2 separate regions of the Triticum aestivum genome follow, and region 1 is linked to region 2. The links are chromatin contacts, called in public Hi-C maps. All regions are on one chromosome and are shown on one strand. The core of a region is the stretch at or near the end of the contact, and the rest is flanking DNA. Distances in the headings are between cores, read along the strand shown. Region 1 holds the start of LOC100136966 (MADS-box transcription factor 27). Region 2 holds the start of LOC123189442.

Evidence for each region. Hi-C and Micro-C count contacts between places; a contact is called where the count stands out from the background.
Region 1: a Hi-C map of leaf shows a contact between it and region 2, with 3 times the contacts expected there. The contact joins the promoter of LOC100136966 here to the promoter of LOC123189442 in region 2. A contact is called at or near these places in 4 of 5 Hi-C or Micro-C datasets (leaf, root and an unstated tissue).

What each region holds. Positions count from the first base shown.
Region 1 is chr2A:563,843,425-563,847,640 of IWGSC CS RefSeq v2.1, forward strand. It overlaps LOC100136966 (MADS-box transcription factor 27), which reads left to right and starts at 1,705. Exons shown (of 8, transcript XM_044601863.1): 1 at 1,705-2,085; 2 at 2,672-2,750. The coding sequence starts at 1,904.
Region 2 is chr2A:563,465,844-563,470,079 of IWGSC CS RefSeq v2.1, forward strand. It overlaps LOC123189442, which reads right to left and starts at 2,159. Exons shown (of 6, transcript XR_006495850.1): 1 at 1,918-2,159; 2 at 1,547-1,645; 3 at 686-1,450; 4 at 138-456; 5 at 1-67.

The sequences.
Region 1 (4,216 bases), core at 455-2,954, 380 kb after region 2:
CGGAGCGGCAATCAGAGGGGAGGCAAATCCATGGGCTCGCCGGTGAAGCCTGGAGGGAAGAGTTTTCCCTAGCCGCCTAGGAATAGGGGAGGAAGCGAGAGGGAGTCGTCATCAAACATGTTTCTTAGGTGGGAGGGGATGCCAAATGGGGATACGGCCCTAGGCGACCGTTTGAATTTTCTCTATTATTACAGGATGGGTACAAAATATACCCCATAGTTAGAAATTTCAATAGATAGAGGTCGAGTTTCGCTCTCGTGCCAGCTTAGTCACAACAAATGTTAAAAGAAACTAATAATAACTAGGGGCATGAAAAACTAGGGAAAGAATACAAATTCACTAATAAAGCTATGTGAATCCATTTTCCTTTCTCTTTGTTTAGATTTTTTTGTAATATTCATAAAATAATTTTATAAAATTTTGCTTTCCTGCAATTAATTTTGATATTGTTTGCTTTTTAGTTTCAACATGTAATCTTTCTGTGCAATTTTTGTTCAAACTAGTTGACTTAAGGGACTAAACTTTCCTTTTAAGCAATAGTCGATACACCAAAAATATTATTATTTTCACTCATATAATAAAATGGTCTCTTACGTTATATTATTCATTTACTTATGATGAGTAGCCATAATTTTCTGCATGTTGCTTGAATTGCTAAAATGCCTTGTGTGCATGGTCTTTTGTAGTGTACATGTGCTAGGAACACATTTATCATTTCTGTGGAGCTCGCCTGAGAATGTATTTAACCATGAAACTTTACAAAACAAGTACAGTATGCATCCATAGATATGTGTATATTTTTTTCCAGAACTTTTTGAAACCCCAAAAAAACAGATTTTTTATTTTTTTCAAAAATCGGACTCGATGATATCGGGAGCCAAGCGCAGTTTCCCATATATCCACCATTACTATTTGCGCGATGCAATATACAAAATTAAATATATTGTTTGCATGCCACACAATCTTAGGTTAGCCATAGCGCGAGTAACATAAAAGTAGGTACAATAGCATGCTTATAACTCGCTTACATGACGATTTGACTATGTGGAGAAGAGAGGTATAAAAAAGTAATAGGAGTGTGGGCTCTCATGCAAGAGTCCAGCTATACGTGTACTTTTAGAGAAAAGGCATACGCTCGACTTTATAAATAAAGCCACCAGGCAAAGTCCACATGCACGACAACACCATAACAATACAATAAATGTGAAGAAGAGAAAAGGAAAAGGTTAAAAAAAATACTAATGTAATAGCCAGCCTATGATACCTACATTGTTACCTGCATCACATATTAATAACATAGACTAGTGTCACGAAACTAATCTAAATTATTAGTGTCGTAGACCATTTGTAGAGTTACATGTAGCCGCATTCTCCCGCTTCGTTCTCTTTTCTCCACCCCACTAAAGAAATCAAGGTGGCGTCTCTTTACAGACAGCCTCATATCTTGACTTGTCCCTAAATGGCATCCAAGGTATTTAAATAAAAGTTTATATCTACTACTGTACAATGCCTTGCTTTACCTTTCTTGCGTGCAACCAATTTGGGCATCCTTTCCAAGATGGCCCATGCCCCCATAATTATCATCAGTTGTTTAACATTTACAATAAACTAACCTATCTTACGATCCTAGCCAATCGGGGGGTATCTTTCCCCTTCCATTTCTTTGCTAATTTAAGGAAGTTGAGCAACTAAAGGAAAGACAAGTTGCAGAGGCACCAGCAGAAGACTCCTCTCCCCCTTCCTCTTCCTCTCACCCCCTCCAATCAGCCTATCTGGGAAACCTGGGAACTTTCTCCTTCCAGAGCTCCGGCAGCTAGATCCACCCAGCTTATCTATTTCCATCGCCCTCTTGCTCTGCACCGGGTAGCTTAGCTTGTCCTCTGCGTGTGGGAGGTAGTTGAAGATGGGGCGCGGCAAGATAGTGATCCGGCGGATCGACAACTCCACGAGCCGGCAGGTGACGTTCTCGAAGCGGAGGAACGGGATCTTCAAGAAGGCCAAGGAGCTGGGTATTCTCTGCGATGCCGAGGTCGGTCTCGTCATCTTCTCCAGCACCGGCCGCCTCTATGAGTACGCCAGCTCCAGGTCAATGGATTCCATTGCTTCAGTTTGCTTTCCCATTTTAGTAGAAATACGCGCTACTTTGATCATGAAAACTAGATGCTTGTTTTGTTGATTAGCTTCTGGTGCCTGTGATTTCACCTTTGAAAGCTTATTTAAATTTTTGAGAAAACTTTTCGAAAATATGTTTGTGCTTATCTGCAAAGGCCACCAACCATCAAGAGTACAGCTACAACATATGCGTACAGCGGCCTTGAGTAAGAAGAATACTATGGCAAATTGTTTCCTTTTAGGATCAGCTTAAAAAATTGCACATCTTTTCTTTATTCTATTTACCCTCTATCTAGCATCTTTATGTATTACTGTTCTCCATGCATTTCTAAGCTTGATCCTAGCTACACACTCAAATGAAGAGAATACGTATCTCCTCGTCAAAATGAAGTAATATAGATCTAGGGTTTTCTGGTATTATGTGGGAAACATGTTCACCTCAAACATCACATGAGTACAGTAATTGTTTGTAAATCACATAAGAGTCTGTTCTTATTGGTGTGTATGTGTTTTTTTTTGTGGGTCCTTATTGGTGTGTTGTTCGATCAAATTCTTGCAGCATGAAGTCAGTGATAGATCGATATGGCCGAGCCAAGGAGGAGCAGCAACTTGTTGCAAACCCCAACTCGGAGCTTAAGGTAAGCCTTGTAGACCTTAGATAAACAATTCTTCGTCATGTAAAGCTGCTGCTGTTTCCTACTGGTTCATTAGTTATATTGGTTTTCAGTAGTTTACCTCTTTACTACAATAATCCCCCCCCCCCCTCCCCCCCCTCTTTGCGCGTCGGTCTCACTAGTTACAACAAAGTAAAAGTTTTTAAACAGGCTCAGGAAACAAGTTAGATAAGACACAAACAGCAAGGTAAATTGTCTTTCTAGCATCCATAAACTGCATGCAAGAACAAGAGAGCAAATGCTGCTACAGTTAGGATGTAAATTCAGGGATCAAAATACTAAATTAAACTGAAAGGACGTTCATCAATATTCATGCATGTATGAGTTGGCAATGAGTTGGTGTCTACTGTGGTTAGTTTTATCTTTAATTTTCTTAGTGAATAGATGCAATGTGTACTTTTGCTTTTCATTTGTACAGAAGTGTTGTATGTGTGCGCGCGAGATAAGGTGTCTTGATCATGCTGAGCGTTCAGCTATAACTACGATGCAAACGCCAGCTTTGGCATTATTTCGTTGGCGGTAGAGATTTATATATATATATATATATATATATATATATATATAGTTAAGGAAGTTCAGAATGTGTGCACCCAGTACATTTGAAGAATGGGTAGTTATATAAGGAAGCTCAGAATGTATGCGCGCAGTAGACAGTTTCAATAATGGGTAGTTATGTTACTTGTTCGTCACTACGGCCTTCATAATCATGTTGTGAATTACAACAACTAGCTAATTAAAGCGATAGAGGTAAATCAAATGGTACATAGTGCCACGGACCAAGTTCAACAGAATCGTGGGTATATACATAGCTATATGGAAAAAGGAAATATACAAAGTAAGGGACTTATTCCTTCTCAAGATTGCTTGAAATAGCTAGGGCGCCACTTCAAGCATGTCTAAACTGGACAGAGTTATAGCAAGTTAATTACGAGCCTGCTGAATAGTCAACAGTTGCTATGTTTGGACCATTATTGCATGTAGTAAGAATGATGTTTCATGCTACTTGGGTGTTCTGATTCCCTTTAGCGGAAAATTAGTACTAGATGCAAATCGTTGATGGCCAGGACATCTGGCTTGTTATTACATTTCCGAGGAATTGGAATTGGAGAATGTACTCCCTCCATTCCAATGAATAAGGTGTCATGCTTCCCAAAATTTAACTTTGACCATAAATTAGATTAATAATGTATATTTTTGTGACTTAAAAAATATACTATTAAAAACTTCTTTTCAATATGAATTCAACAGTATACTCTTTATCACATATAATCCACATGTGGTTTGTCTAATTTATGGTCAAAGTTGAATTTTCAGATGTTGTGCGCCTTGTTCACTGGAATGGAGCGAGTAATTGTATAGGGAACTGGGCTTAGATCTAAGAAAAAGATGAGGTGACATTGTAATAAAGGATCAAAGAGGAGATTCTAGTA
Region 2 (4,236 bases), core at 909-3,408:
TTGCCTGCAATATTGTTTTGGTGAAGATGAGCAGTACCCGCGGAGCTTGCCGCCGTACATACTGCAACTGTCATGTAGGAGGAGATTCAGATATGTACATGCATCAATGCATTAGGACACAAAATGGGAGCACATACCATCTATATGTGTGTTGGTGATGTTGCTCAAAGGGACAAATTGCTCAGACCCCACAGAAGAAGCATGTTCTTGTGATACCCGGGCATGGTTTACACTTTGTACGGCTGCAGTCTTCTTCTCACGCCAGGCGACACGACGCTTCTCGAGGAGCTCTGCTTTCTTTTCATCAGACAATCTGGTGTACCATGATTGGTTACCTTTCTGTCGAGCAGCAGAACTACTCTCTGCATTTGCATTTAGAGGTGAGTTTGTTACATCCAGTGACGGGGCACGTTCGCTTGAGGCAAACCGACGTGCATTTGGATTTTTCTTCCCCATCTGAAAACACAAATGTTTGAGAAATGACAAAGAATCAAGGGATTTCTGAAGAACTTTATTGTTTGTAAACAAATTGCAAGGTCAGATGGAAAGCCAAATATCAAATCACCATTGAAAATAGTACATATAGGTTACCACTCTAGGAAAAATAACAGCGTACATGATCTATGAACAGATTCAGAGAATTAAAACATGACAAAAAATCGTAGATATTGGCTGTGGGGTGTACCTTCAAGTGATCAGAGAAGGTTTACGCAACAATACACATGGTGTGGAGCACCTATATCTCGTATACTAACTTCACACCTCACTACTTCTCTGAAATACAACCAAAGAAAATTTTAAGTCGAAGTATCTTATCAAATCTGAAATTTTCAGCATGAAAATACTACTAAGATCGCTATTAAAAAAATTTAGACGAAGTGTATTGACAAAACTGCAATTTACAGCATGAAAAGACTACTAACATCACTCCCGCTGCACCTATCTGCAAATCCGACAGGAACAAAAATCAGAATGGCACACTACCAATACAGATGATGTGGATATTCTTCATCTCGTATACTAACTTCACACCTCAATATTTCTCTGGAATACAACCATAGAAAATATTAAGTCAAAGTATCTTATCAAATCTGAAATCTTCAGCATGAAAATACTACTAAGATCACTATTAAAAAAATTAAGCCGAAGTTTCTTGCCAAACCTGCAATTTACAGCACGAAAAGACTACTAAATCAGAGTTGGAAGGACAAATATGAAATCACCGTTGAAAAGGTTAGTTTGGGTTCCTTCCGATGTTGATCCGCCACTCGATTTCCACTTTTGAAATTTCAGGGCAAGGTGTTTCGTGAGTGCATGAGGAATACAAGGGGATATTGAGTCAGAGAACACAAATCCACAACCCCACAGCCAATATCTCAGTTTTCTTCCTCCATCCCCTTCACTTCTTCAGCGACAGAAGCGAAGAGTACATCAAACTAAAGAAGACCACCTAGAGGAGCAGCGTGACAAATTTTAAACGACTATAAAACAAAAGAAGACAGAGTCTGAAACATTTTTGCTATGTGCATGAGGCAGTCATAATTACACATGTCTTCTAGGTGTCAGGGATCAGTTTGCTCTGACAGGAAGCTGCATATGGAAGATGTTGGGACCGGCAAAGGTTGATGTGTTTGTCTGCATACTTCTTTGTAACAAAGAGGTGTCAGTTTGCTTGATCACTTCTATGCTAATATGATGACTAAAGTACAGATTTTGTGGGATCATATGTGCAATGTGTTCATCAGGTAGAGCTTACACCTAAGGGCAGGATCATATGTTGTTTATATATTATCTATAAATATCTGTCAGCCATATTCTGTTTGTAGCTGTACAGAAGTTGCATACAAAACTATTTGTATATGAGAAAAGAAAAACAGTGCTTTAAAAATTAACTTATGTGTACAGCTTATGGGTCACCTGATCCTCCTCCGCAGGGTAGGGGCAGCGGATGGGGGGCGACGGCCGCGGGCGGTGGGGGTGTCCGGCAGAGGGCGGTACGACCACGGGGGGATCTACGGCAGCGAGGCGGGCGGTCTCCGGCAGTGAGGCGGGCGGCGGCAGCCGGCGGATCGGGGGCAGGGCGGCGGCGGCCGGCGGATCGGGGGCAGGAGCTTGCGCGGCCGGGCGAGCGGGCGGCAGACTCCGGCGGGTCGGGGGAAGGAGCGTGCGGCGGCGGACGGGCGGGAGGAGCAGCCAGCGGGCGGGCGGGGGCGGCAGCGGACGGGCCAGCGCGCGGGCGGGGGCGGCAGCGGACGGGTGTCGGGTGTCGGGGGAGATGGCGAGCGGTTACGACGGGAGGGGCGGCACCCGGGTTTTGGGCTGAGATGGCGTGTGCGCTCGCGTGGGGGCGTACAGTGTTTTTGTCTAATCGTGTTTTAGTAGCTAATCTGAACCGTGTAGACGTGATTAGATGGCGGCGAGGTTGTAGGGAAAGAGGTGGGGCGAGGCGCGGGGTGTGGCTGGCGGTGAGGCATGGGCAGCGGTTTTGGTTTTGTTCCTGCGTGATGAAAGAGGAGAGGATTAAGGTAATGGCATGGTGGATAATTAATTAAACATAATGGCATGATGGGTAATTAAAGCATAAAACGTGTTTGGTGTTTTGAAGCGATGTAGACCATCAGATTGTAGGTTTGGATGGATAGGATGATTTGGTTCTTCGCCCTCTCTTTCTTTTATAGGGGTAGTAGATAAATTAATAAAATTCACGAAATTAAAAATACCCACGAATTAAAAGATATTTTTTTGAAAATATCATGGTTCGAAAACCGTTAATAGATTTTAAAAATACTAATCAATCTTAAAAAATGTTTACAAGATATTCATGGATTTAAAAATATTAAAATTTACTTTTTTGAGAAAATATTTAAGATTACTTGGGCTACACTACGAACACACACGAGCACATTTACTTGGGTTGTTGGGCCGTCGTTGTCTGTCACGCGCCCACGTGGAACCGGGCCGCGAAGAGATGGGTGTTGGCTCATGTCAACTCCAATTTGACAGTTTCCGGTGCTATTTATAGGCTTAACGGTAGAACCAGTTAACGCATCCTAGACTAGCGACTTGAAATGGGATGGCCCATCAGAAAGCATAGCTTCCGGTTTTAGGAAGTTTCTGGAAATTTCTGGTCATTTTGTTTTTTCTTTTCTTACGTTTCTACTCCCTCCGTCCCATAATATAAGATCGTTTTTGATACTACACTAGTGTAAAAAACGCTCCTATATTATGGGACGGAGGGAGTAGTTTGTTTGGGACGAGTTTTTTCTTTTTTTCTCAAATTTATTTACTTTTTTTGGAAACCTTGAACAATTTTCAAATTTATCAAATGTTTCACAAATTGTGACCAAAAATTCAAATCCATGATTTATTTTCAAATTTCTGAACTTTTCTCAAAAAATCAAGAGCAGTTTTTAAATGCCACAAAAAATTCAAATGTGTGAACTTTTGTCAAAAATGATGAAGTTTTTTCAAATCAACCATTTTTTGTTCAATTTTGTGTTTTTTTAGAAAAGTCAACGATCAACTAGTCAACCGAAGAAGTGAATATGGGGAGGACCCGGGCGAGTTAGCAACTCGTGTTGGTCGGCCGGCCAACTCAAGCGGGGCTTGCAATCACCAATTTGCTAGGCAACGCCTCTATGGCTCCATGCTTGCAACCTGAGGAAGTATGAAGGGTGATTGTAAGTGTCGGCCTATTTAGGGCGTGTTCGGTAGCTCTCCACAGCCTCAAAATCCTTGACTCCATAGCCCAAAACCGGCAGCCAGCTTCTCAGTTAAAATCCCGGAGTTACAAATCGTTCGGTAGAGTAGCTCCTTGTTCTGGTCGTTGAAACAGGCCGCCAGCCACCTAGCTATGAGAAATAGCAGCTCGGGAGGGCCCAACTAGGTGTGACAGCCCATCTAGGCGTGGGAAGCCTGCTCTGGCGAAAGAACGAACCGGTAACTGCCTTGGCGGTGACACATACTTGTAATATTTGCTACAAACGAACGAACTGATAACTCACTTGGCGGTGACACTCACTTGTAATTCTTGGCAACTCCTGCTTCGCTGTTTTGGAGGAGCTCGAGTTTGCCAGCTCCGCGACTCCGCGAAAATTGCACTGCAAGTTTCGCCAGCTTTTCTCGCTCATAACCAGGATTTGAATCGTTCGGCTGCACTCCTCACGTGGAGTTGAGGAGTTGAGAAGTGGGAGGGCTTCCGAACACGCCCTTAGTTCCCATGATAGGCTACGATCG